Regions from separate parts of the Mus musculus genome. Here region 1 is linked to region 2. A link is a contact called in public ChIA-PET data. All regions are on one chromosome and are shown on one strand. The core of a region is the stretch at or near the end of the contact, and the rest is flanking DNA. Distances in the headings are between cores, read along the strand shown. Region 1 overlaps Crispld2 (cysteine-rich secretory protein LCCL domain containing 2). Region 2 holds the start of Meak7 (MTOR associated protein, eak-7 homolog).

Region 1 (4,182 bases), core at 1,369-3,868, 270 kb before region 2:
CAACCAGTGTGGCCCTGTTCATGCGAAGCACAAAAACTTACAATAAACTTTTGTACATAGGAAGTTGTAAAATATATCATTTTTCATAGAAAAAAAAAGCACACAGTAAACTGCGGGCTGAGAAAGCCTACAGATCATGGAGAATCGGCACACCCCTCTGAACAGACCGGGCACAGCTTGGAAGCAAATGGAAACTCTCACCCAACGCAGGACCAGGCCGGAGCTGGGGGGGTTGGGGGGATGTGCAGCTGGTGTGGGCGTGGTCACTTTAAGGAAGAGCTGATGGATGGACACACAGGGTCAGAAGGGCTCTGATGTAAGGTCTTGTCATTTGTGGTTTTGTTTCCTCCAGTTTCAAACTATTGATGAAGGTGATCGATCGAGGCTGCTAGGCCAGGCTCTGTGCCTGATGGAAGGGCAGCCAGGGAACTCAGAGAACCTCAGTACAGACTCACACAGCAAGTTCCCTGAAGATGGGATTGGCTGCTCATTCTAGAAACCCAGAAGGGGTATGGTTTTCCTTACCACGTCAGCCTTGCCCTGCTGGCTTGGTGAAGGGTCCTACGGCAGCACTCCTTGTATCGGGAAGTTTCCCAGATGTTTGGTAGCAACCAGAGGTCCCCTTCCACAGACTGCGCAGATGTCTGCTCCAACATCTGGAGTGGAAGAGTTTATGCCCTCAAAGACACCACACCCACACCCATGAGGCAGAAACAGCCTAGTGAAAGGCTGACTAGAGCTGGTTCAAGGCTGTGTGCTTTTTATAATCTCCCCAGAAGGGGTGGATTGGGGAAAAGCTATCTTAGCACTCAGGAGGCCAGCCTGGGCTACATAATGAGGTCAAGGCCAGCCTGGACTACCATAGTGAAACTGTCTCAAACAAATAAACATTTAACCCAACTAGGGGGAGAGATTTGTTCAGACTCCCTTAGGGTTTTTTTCTTTTCTTTTTTTTTTTTAAAGAACCATTTGTACTTTGCTCCTGTGAATGTGTGTGGTGCCTGTGGAGACCAGAGATCTCTTGAACGGCCTGTGAATAGTGAGAACTGAGCGCAGGTCCTCCGGTAGAGCAACAAGATCTGTTAACCACCAAGCCACCTCCCCAGCCTTTTGATTGGGGGGATGGTGTTCTGTTTTATTTTTTAACCCCCTTCCCTTTTTTTTTTTTTTTTTTTTTGGTCTAAGAAATATTTGGCTGGAGCACGCAACCCTGTTTGTGTTTGGCTAGCACTCACCGGCAATCTGCCCCATGCTCAGGACTGGGGTGGGATTCCACCTTCTCTAGAGTAAAGCTGTTTACAGAAGCATGCTTCATTTTACAGTGGGTTTGGACCAGGCTCCTAAGTGATGGGAGCCAGGGCTCACCACACTCTTGGAGCCTGGGGATGCTGGCAGGCACTGAGGGGTTCTTCCTGTGTGTCCCGGGCCCCTCTTTCTGGTGGCTGGTGTGTCATGGGTGGTTTTACAACCACAGGCCACTCCATTAACCCCCATGAGGAATGTGCCAGGAATCTACTCCTCCCACAGCTTAAAAACTAGGTCACCCAAACCAGGGGGAAGTGACGTTCAATTGTCACTCTTGACGGCGGCTGGGAGGCAGCCCTTATTCTAAGAAGTGAGAAGACATCTGAGACCTGGAGCCTCTTGCAAAGCCAAACCCCAGAGGAGGACACCTAGATCTGCTGAGGGTGGGGCAGATGCCACAGGGTCAGGGAATGGTAGGGAAGGCTCCTGATGTATTGGTCCTCCATGAGACCAAAGGTCATGTGAGAAAAGGCCACACAGACAAGGACAAAGACAAGATAAATCTCTGGAGTGCTACCAACTTTAAATAGACCAGCTCTGCTGGACTTATAAGCACGTGACTGCCAAAAAGGTTGGGGAATGTGAGCACGGATAGACACCACCAGGGCAGAGCCCAGGTCTTGCTCGGGGCTTCTCCCTGCAGCCCATCTGTCTGACCAGCAAACACAGACCCCATTTCTCTGTCGGTAGGACGGACTGTAACCTTATAGCTGTCGACTCTTGTCACCCAGACAAGAGCCCCATTCATGACATATCTCAAACCTGTATCCTCAGGGTTCGAAAGCCTTCCCCCTCCACCACCAAAGAAAACATGGCAAGGAGTGTCTCAGTGAGCAGCTCCTGAGAGGAGGTGAGCCACCAGATGGGGACCGCCACCTGGCCAGCCTGGGCACTGGTTGTCCAGCCAAGAGACTCCACGGCACGCTGCTCATGAGGGGGAAGGTGCTCGGTCACCCTCACCAAAGGCCATGGAGGCCCAGGACGTTCAATGACACCAAAAGGAAGATTCCTGACTCTCTGTCACCCCCCACCCCCAAAGGACAAAGTACAGATAAAAAGCAGGACCCCGAATCCCAGTAGATGACACCCCCTTCTCCCCAGGTCGCCAAATTCACTGCCTGACGGCGAAGATCCGGAAGGCGTTTCCGTTCTGAGGAGTGTTCAGGCTGCAAGAGAAGAGGGAGAAGGAAGTTAGAAGAGAAAGCTGTGGGCAAAGGAATGGCCGATAGGGCCAATGTGGTAAGGTCAGAGCCCACAGAAGTCACACCCAGCTGGACGAGCCCACATGTGCCGACAGGAAGCTGTGGTGTGAGCCCAGGCTGAGGTTGCGGAGCGACTCTCTGGGTTTTACTGACACCTGTCTCAGACATCTGGTTGACAGATGATTTAAGGGGTGGCTTGAAGGGAACACACACCCGAATGCTACCCAAATATGCCATCATGGGTCTGCTATCCTTTCCAGGCAGGGCTATTGTTACTGTCGGTACATACAGGGGAGGAATCAAGAGAGGCACACGGTTAATCAAAACCACATTCTTCCGATGGGAGACAAGTCCTTCAGGCCCTTGGTTGGTTTTTGAGATGGGCCTTATGCAGCCTAGGTTTATCTCCAACTCGTTATATAGATGAGATGACCCTGAACTCCTAATCCTGATGCCTTCCCCTCCCAAGTGCCACCACCCCCAGTTTATGCCATGCTGGGAATTGAACCCCAGGCTTCATGCATGCCCGGCCAGCTAGGCAAGCACTGTGCCACTGAACTACGTTCCTAGCTCTCAACCAGATGTTGAAAACACCGTTACAGAACTATACTGCCCTGTGAAACTCAGCCATGTCCTCTGGCCTCTACACCAGCACCTAGGTATACACACCCACGAAATGAGGAAGCATTAAAAGGGGTCCTTCCGGCTCCCCCCCTTCTGTGCTGGCACCTCTGCCTCTGTGAATTTGTCTGTTCTGGAAGACATGTGCTTTCCACCATCAGAGGTGTAAGCTTGGGAGGTGGATTGCTATCAACCTACATTCACCTTTTAAAGGCTTCTCAAGTGGCCACATTGTGTCTGTGCCTACCCACAATGCATTGAGCATTTCAGATGCTCTGCAGCCCCACTGACAGCTGTTGTCTTATGGCCGCTGTGCAGATACTCTGGGTACCCTGGCCTGAATCTGCATCTCCATTGCTTTGGTGTGCTGAGTGACTCTCCCTGGTCCAGAAGCTGTCCCTGGAGCATGGCTGGGCAGATGGATTTCCTGGTGTGGGCAGTTCTTTTTAACGTGGTAGTAGGGATGGAACCTAAGACCCTGTGCATGCCAGGCAAGCACTCTGCCACCGAGATACAGCCCAGTCTCATCTCCAAAGTCCCCAACTGGGTTACCGTAATGTTGAGTTGTAAGAGTTCACACACAGGCCACGTTCCCATTTGCAGGCACACACATGCTCACACACACACACACACACACACACACACACACACACACGAGCTATGAAATCCTTTAGTACATACACAATTTGGAAAACTGTTCTCCCATTCTGTAGCTAGACTTCCGGCCTCTCTTCCTCCCTTCCAAACCTGAACCCTACCTCTCTTTATTACTCTCCTTCCTTCCTTTGAGAGGAAGTTTATCTTCTCACAGGTCTAGGGCCTGGTCACAGAGGTCTCCTGTAAGGCCACTCTCTTGTCTACAGACAGCCAGGATTTTGTTGTTACAGAAAATAACAGCTGTAGCCCTGGCTGGCCCGGAACTCTTTCTGTAGACCAGGAGAGCCTACAACTCAGAGATCTGCCTGCCTCTGCCCCCAGAGTGCTGAGATCAAAGGCGAGCAACAACGCCCAGCTCCTAGCCAGGCCTCTTGCTGGTGGCCACACAACCTGCTCT
Region 2 (4,231 bases), core at 1,389-3,888:
AGTTCCAGGCAGTAGCTGAGGCTGACTGTCATGAAGGGAGGAGGGCAGCCCTGGCTGACATTAGAAATTTGATAGCAGGTGAGTTTGAAAAAAAGGGGGAGGGGCATCTTATGAACCTCAGAAGGAAGCCTTGAGAGTCTTTCAGGGAGGGTTGTCATGGTGACAGTTTTGTTAGGGTGGCTCTGGCCACTAGACACAGAGTTAGGATGGCAGCCGGCCAGGCAGGGTGGTCCAGTGGGCAGAGCAGTAAGACATATGCAGGCAGCGGCCAGGAATGAGGGTGCAGGGAAAGAGACCTCTCCCTACAGTTTTCACACCTGGCTCTGATACCTTGAGTTGTGATCCTTGTCCTACGTAGCAGAATTCTCCTGCCAGGGCTCTGCCCAGCAGAAAGATGTCCGTGCTGGGTTACCTGCTTCAGAGTGGGAGAATCCCAGGACTGAGCCATTCTCAGATGCCTTTCTCAGAGGTTCCTGACACTTCGAGTGAGTCCCCTACTCACCGCGGGGAGATCTCACAGGACCTCTAGAAGCAAGGCTGAACAACGCCTGTCATCCCAGCACCCGGGAGGTGGTGGCAGGACTTAAAGTTTGGAGACACCTCATCTCAGAACAACAGCAAACACTGAAAAACCACAGGGTCAGGCTCAGTGGGTAAAATAGCTTGCCACCAAGTCTGATGACATGAGTTCAATCCCAGGCACCCACAAGGTGGAAGGAGAGATTCAACTCCCACGAGCTGTCCTCTGACATACATGCTGTGGCATATGATGTGACAGTAGCTACGAGCTCCAAAAATCCAAACCCACAGAGCATTCCCTTCTCTGGAAATGACTGCCAACCCACCATGTCATGTTACAATGGAAAGAGCCCTCAGTTTGGCACCAGGACTGCCTCTGTCCCAGCTGTGTGTTCCTGGGAAAATCACTTAACCGCTCTGAACCCTAACTCAGCATAGGGCCCTGGCTTCCCATTATGAAAGGCCTGGAAAGGTGGTTGAGCCGTGACAGGGAAAGTAGCATGCTTGGATGAACTCTCAACCCTAGACATCCAATTGGATCTTTATAACCTAACTGGTTTCTTGCTAGAAGCCCCTGAACCTCAGCTCCTCTCCATGTCACTCGCCCAACCTGCAGCATATATCCACAGCCACACCTCCGTCCTACCCTCTCCCCTTAGTTTATACATGCCAGGTGGGAACTGAATGAAGGAGTAGGCACTAAGGGGAGGAAAGGAGCCTGACACATTTTCATATGTCACAGACTGGTGACCCATGATGCCCTGGAGGACTCAAAGGCTGTCCTGGCTGCCTCAGCCTCACTCCTCCATGATGGCCCTTGTAGCCCAACTTCAGCTCGAGGCTCTGCCCACTGACTGGTCGTTTTCCTAGGGGCTCATAGGAGGGTGGTGGTGGGGGATCAAGTCAATTCAAGGTGTCTTGGTGTTAAGATGGCCGTGGAATGTTGGGAACAAACGCTAGGTGGAGCTTGGCTGAGCGAAAGGCAGATGGCTTCTGGTGGACATGTGACTTCAATCCACTAGGGGGAGCTAGCTGCCCGTTTTCTTTTGCTGTCTCTCTTCTACTCGCCTTTTCAAAACTTCCACTCTCTGTATCCCAGGCTGGCCTGGAACTCACTGTGTAGACCAGGCTGGCCACAAACTTGCAGCAATGCCCCTGTCTAAGCCTCTTGAAGTGCTGAGATTACAGGTGTATGCCACTACACTCAGCCGGGCTGGTGTCACAATAATTAAATAATAATACTAATAATACTAATAATAATGTGTGGTGTTTTGCTTTATGTGCACCGTGTGTGCAATGTCTCTGGAGGCCAGAAGAGGGCGTCGGATCCCCTGGAACTGGAGTTACAAGCAGGCCTGAGCTGAAGTGTGGGTTCACCTGTGTCCTCTGTTAGAGCAGCAAGTGTTCTTAAGGACTCTGCCACCTCTCCGGCCTCTGGTGTCATTTTTCCAGCTACAATTTCAGACAGCAGCTTCTGTTACTTTGGGGGGTTGGGAGGAGTTCCTCTGTGCCACTCGGACGGTGGGGTTTGCAGGCAGCGACAGTGGGTTCGTCTCTGCTGAGAATTCTGGGACCTACCTCTGTTGTGTCTGTCTCCGACACCAGAAAAGGCCCGGTAGGGCTGATAGCAAGCTATCCCACTCCTGGGGACAAGACCGGCCGGCATCTGCTTCTGTGTGTCAAGTGCTCTATTGGCTAACGCAATGGACTTCAGGAGGTAAGGAGGTCAGATTTTCCACCCTAGTTCTGGGGGGCGAGTCCCAGCTCAGGCCTTCTGTTCACAGTGCCCCTGTTCCCAGCCTCCCACATTGCTCCCTTCTATCCGCTCCCTGCATTTAAACCCCCTGATCCGCTTCCAGCCCTTCAGCAGCTTCCTAGCACCTCCTAAAGCCCAAGTTCTCCTTCAGCCTTTGCAGAACCTGAGCAACTGTCAACCATCCCCAAGTGTTCCGCTGTTACAGGCTCAGTTCTTCGATCCCAGGCTCCGCCCACTCCCCGTGAACTACAATCCCATTGGTTAAGATCTGACTCGGGCTCCACCTCTCAGTAGCCCTTTTCCAATTGGTGCTCATGACCGTCCGTCAGCGCCGTTGCTAGGGAAAGGGCTGGGCGACCCGGGCAACCTTGCTGCCCAGGACGTACCGGAAGGAGCTCGGTCCCTGTAGACCAAGGCTGGTGAGCCGGAGGGAGGGAGCCCGGGCGAGGCTGGGCATAGCTCAAGGAAGGAAGGAAGACCTTCGGGGTGGCCTGAGCAGCCCCCAAGGAAGCTACTGTCTCAGGCTACTGTCAGAGAAGCAGAGAGTGCCTGGGATGGGGTGAAGCTGGGCTCTGAAGGGATCCGTGGGCCTGCCTTGTTTTCCGAGACGAACCCAATAGAGTTCCTTCAGAGGCAAGCTCAAAACCAATTTAGGGGGAGGCGAGGAAGGTGCCCTGGCCTGCACTCCTGAGGGGGGCTGGGACAGATGGAGGGCTGCCAGCTGCAGACCCAGTAGGCTCCAGGACTTGGACATGGGCTTGGTGTGGCTGTTCTGATGGGGTGTTGACCCCAGGAACCAGACAGTGTGTCACGATCTCTTGGAGGCCCCATGGGAAATTGTCCGAGGCACACTCCAGCCTGCCACCAGGAGCTTGGGGCTGCAAAGAGCTGGCTCGCCACATTCTTCGTGACACAAGGAGCCCTTTTTATTCTCCAGGGTCCATCTGTGTTTGTCTTTGGTTTCTGGAAAGCAGAACCAGGTGGCGATGTTAAACGATTCACCCAAGCTTATTAAAGCACGGCAAGCTAAACTCCTTTTAAGACCATGGGTTAGTGACTTGGTGATGGGACTTCACTGTTGGGGAGAGGGCCCCCTCCCGAAATGGATCACCTGGTTGGGGGGAGGAGGAAGGACGTGTTTAGCTATTAGGGGCAGTAGAGTGTTGAGGATAGACTGTTGCGGAGACTGGAATGTTCAAGGAAGCTCACTGGTGGGTTCAGGAGACTTGGATCTGGTCGGGCAAAGGCTTCCCCTTGATTGTGCCCAGGTGGGAAAGCCCATTGTTATACAAAAACTGTCTGGAATGGCCACCTGTGTATGGATTGAGACTGTAGAGCTCATAGGCCCTGTGTGGAGAATGGTCAGGGCTGTGGGTGACCTTTAAAGGGTCTCTCCACATCCCCCCCACCCCCCCACCCCCGCTTTCTGATAAGAAAAATGGCTTTGATCCTTGGCAAGTGTCTCTTTTGGGTCACAAGGCTGATACTCACTGCTACAAGTGACCTTACAGTCACTGAAAGATGTCTTCACCTAAGAAAGGTGGACATAGTTGCCAGGGGAAAGCTACCCCATGGACCAAGGTGTCCCCATGGAGGACAGAACCTGCCCCTGACACATGCAAGACCTTTCTCCGGGAAGCTGACAGATTGCTGGCCCCATGACAGAGCTTGCAGCCTAAAGGGAGAGCATGGGCCCCCCCGAGAATCATTCTTGCTGCAGCTGTGTGGAGACAGGCGGCCTTCCAGCTGTAGCGGCTGGGCTGGTACAGGGTGAAGAGCCATATTCTCAAGGTCTCTCCCCAGTCCTCCCTGAGCTGTGGGCTCCAAACCTGCCCTTCCCCTCCCCCTGCCTTCCTCACAGAGCAGCCAAGCTCTGGCTCTGTCCTGGCATCTGGTCCTGTCCTGTACTGCCCCTGGCTTGTTTACCATTCAAGGCTTGGTGTTTAGCATTTACTT

The links. ChIA-PET counts read pairs in DNA pulled down with a chosen protein or histone mark.
Region 1: an RNA polymerase II ChIA-PET map of memory CD8 T cells shows a contact between it and region 2, with 10 read pairs. The contact joins the enhancer-like site here to the promoter of Meak7 in region 2. A contact is called at or near these places in 5 of 39 promoter capture datasets (the C10 cell line, cranial neural crest, hippocampal neurons and 2 more) and 2 of 115 datasets of contacts at active chromatin or transcription factors (memory CD8 T cells and thymic regulatory T cells).

The regions. Positions count from the first base shown.
Region 1 is chr8:120,048,572-120,052,753 of GRCm38.p6, reverse strand. Crispld2 (cysteine-rich secretory protein LCCL domain containing 2) reads right to left here. Exons shown (of 15, transcript NM_001310635.1): 15 at 1-2,471. The coding sequence ends at 2,417. Among named protein-coding and RNA genes, the nearest start is that of Zdhhc7, 51 kb to the left of the region's middle. Within about 2 kb of position 2,618, at least 90 of the 459 cell types and tissues checked have an H3K27ac peak or open chromatin away from gene starts, as enhancers often do. A contact at or near this core is called in memory CD8 T cells and thymic regulatory T cells, where this site is marked.
Region 2 is chr8:119,776,823-119,781,053 of GRCm38.p6, reverse strand. Meak7 (MTOR associated protein, eak-7 homolog) reads left to right here and starts at 2,638. Exons shown (of 8, transcript NM_028883.2): 1 at 2,638-2,694.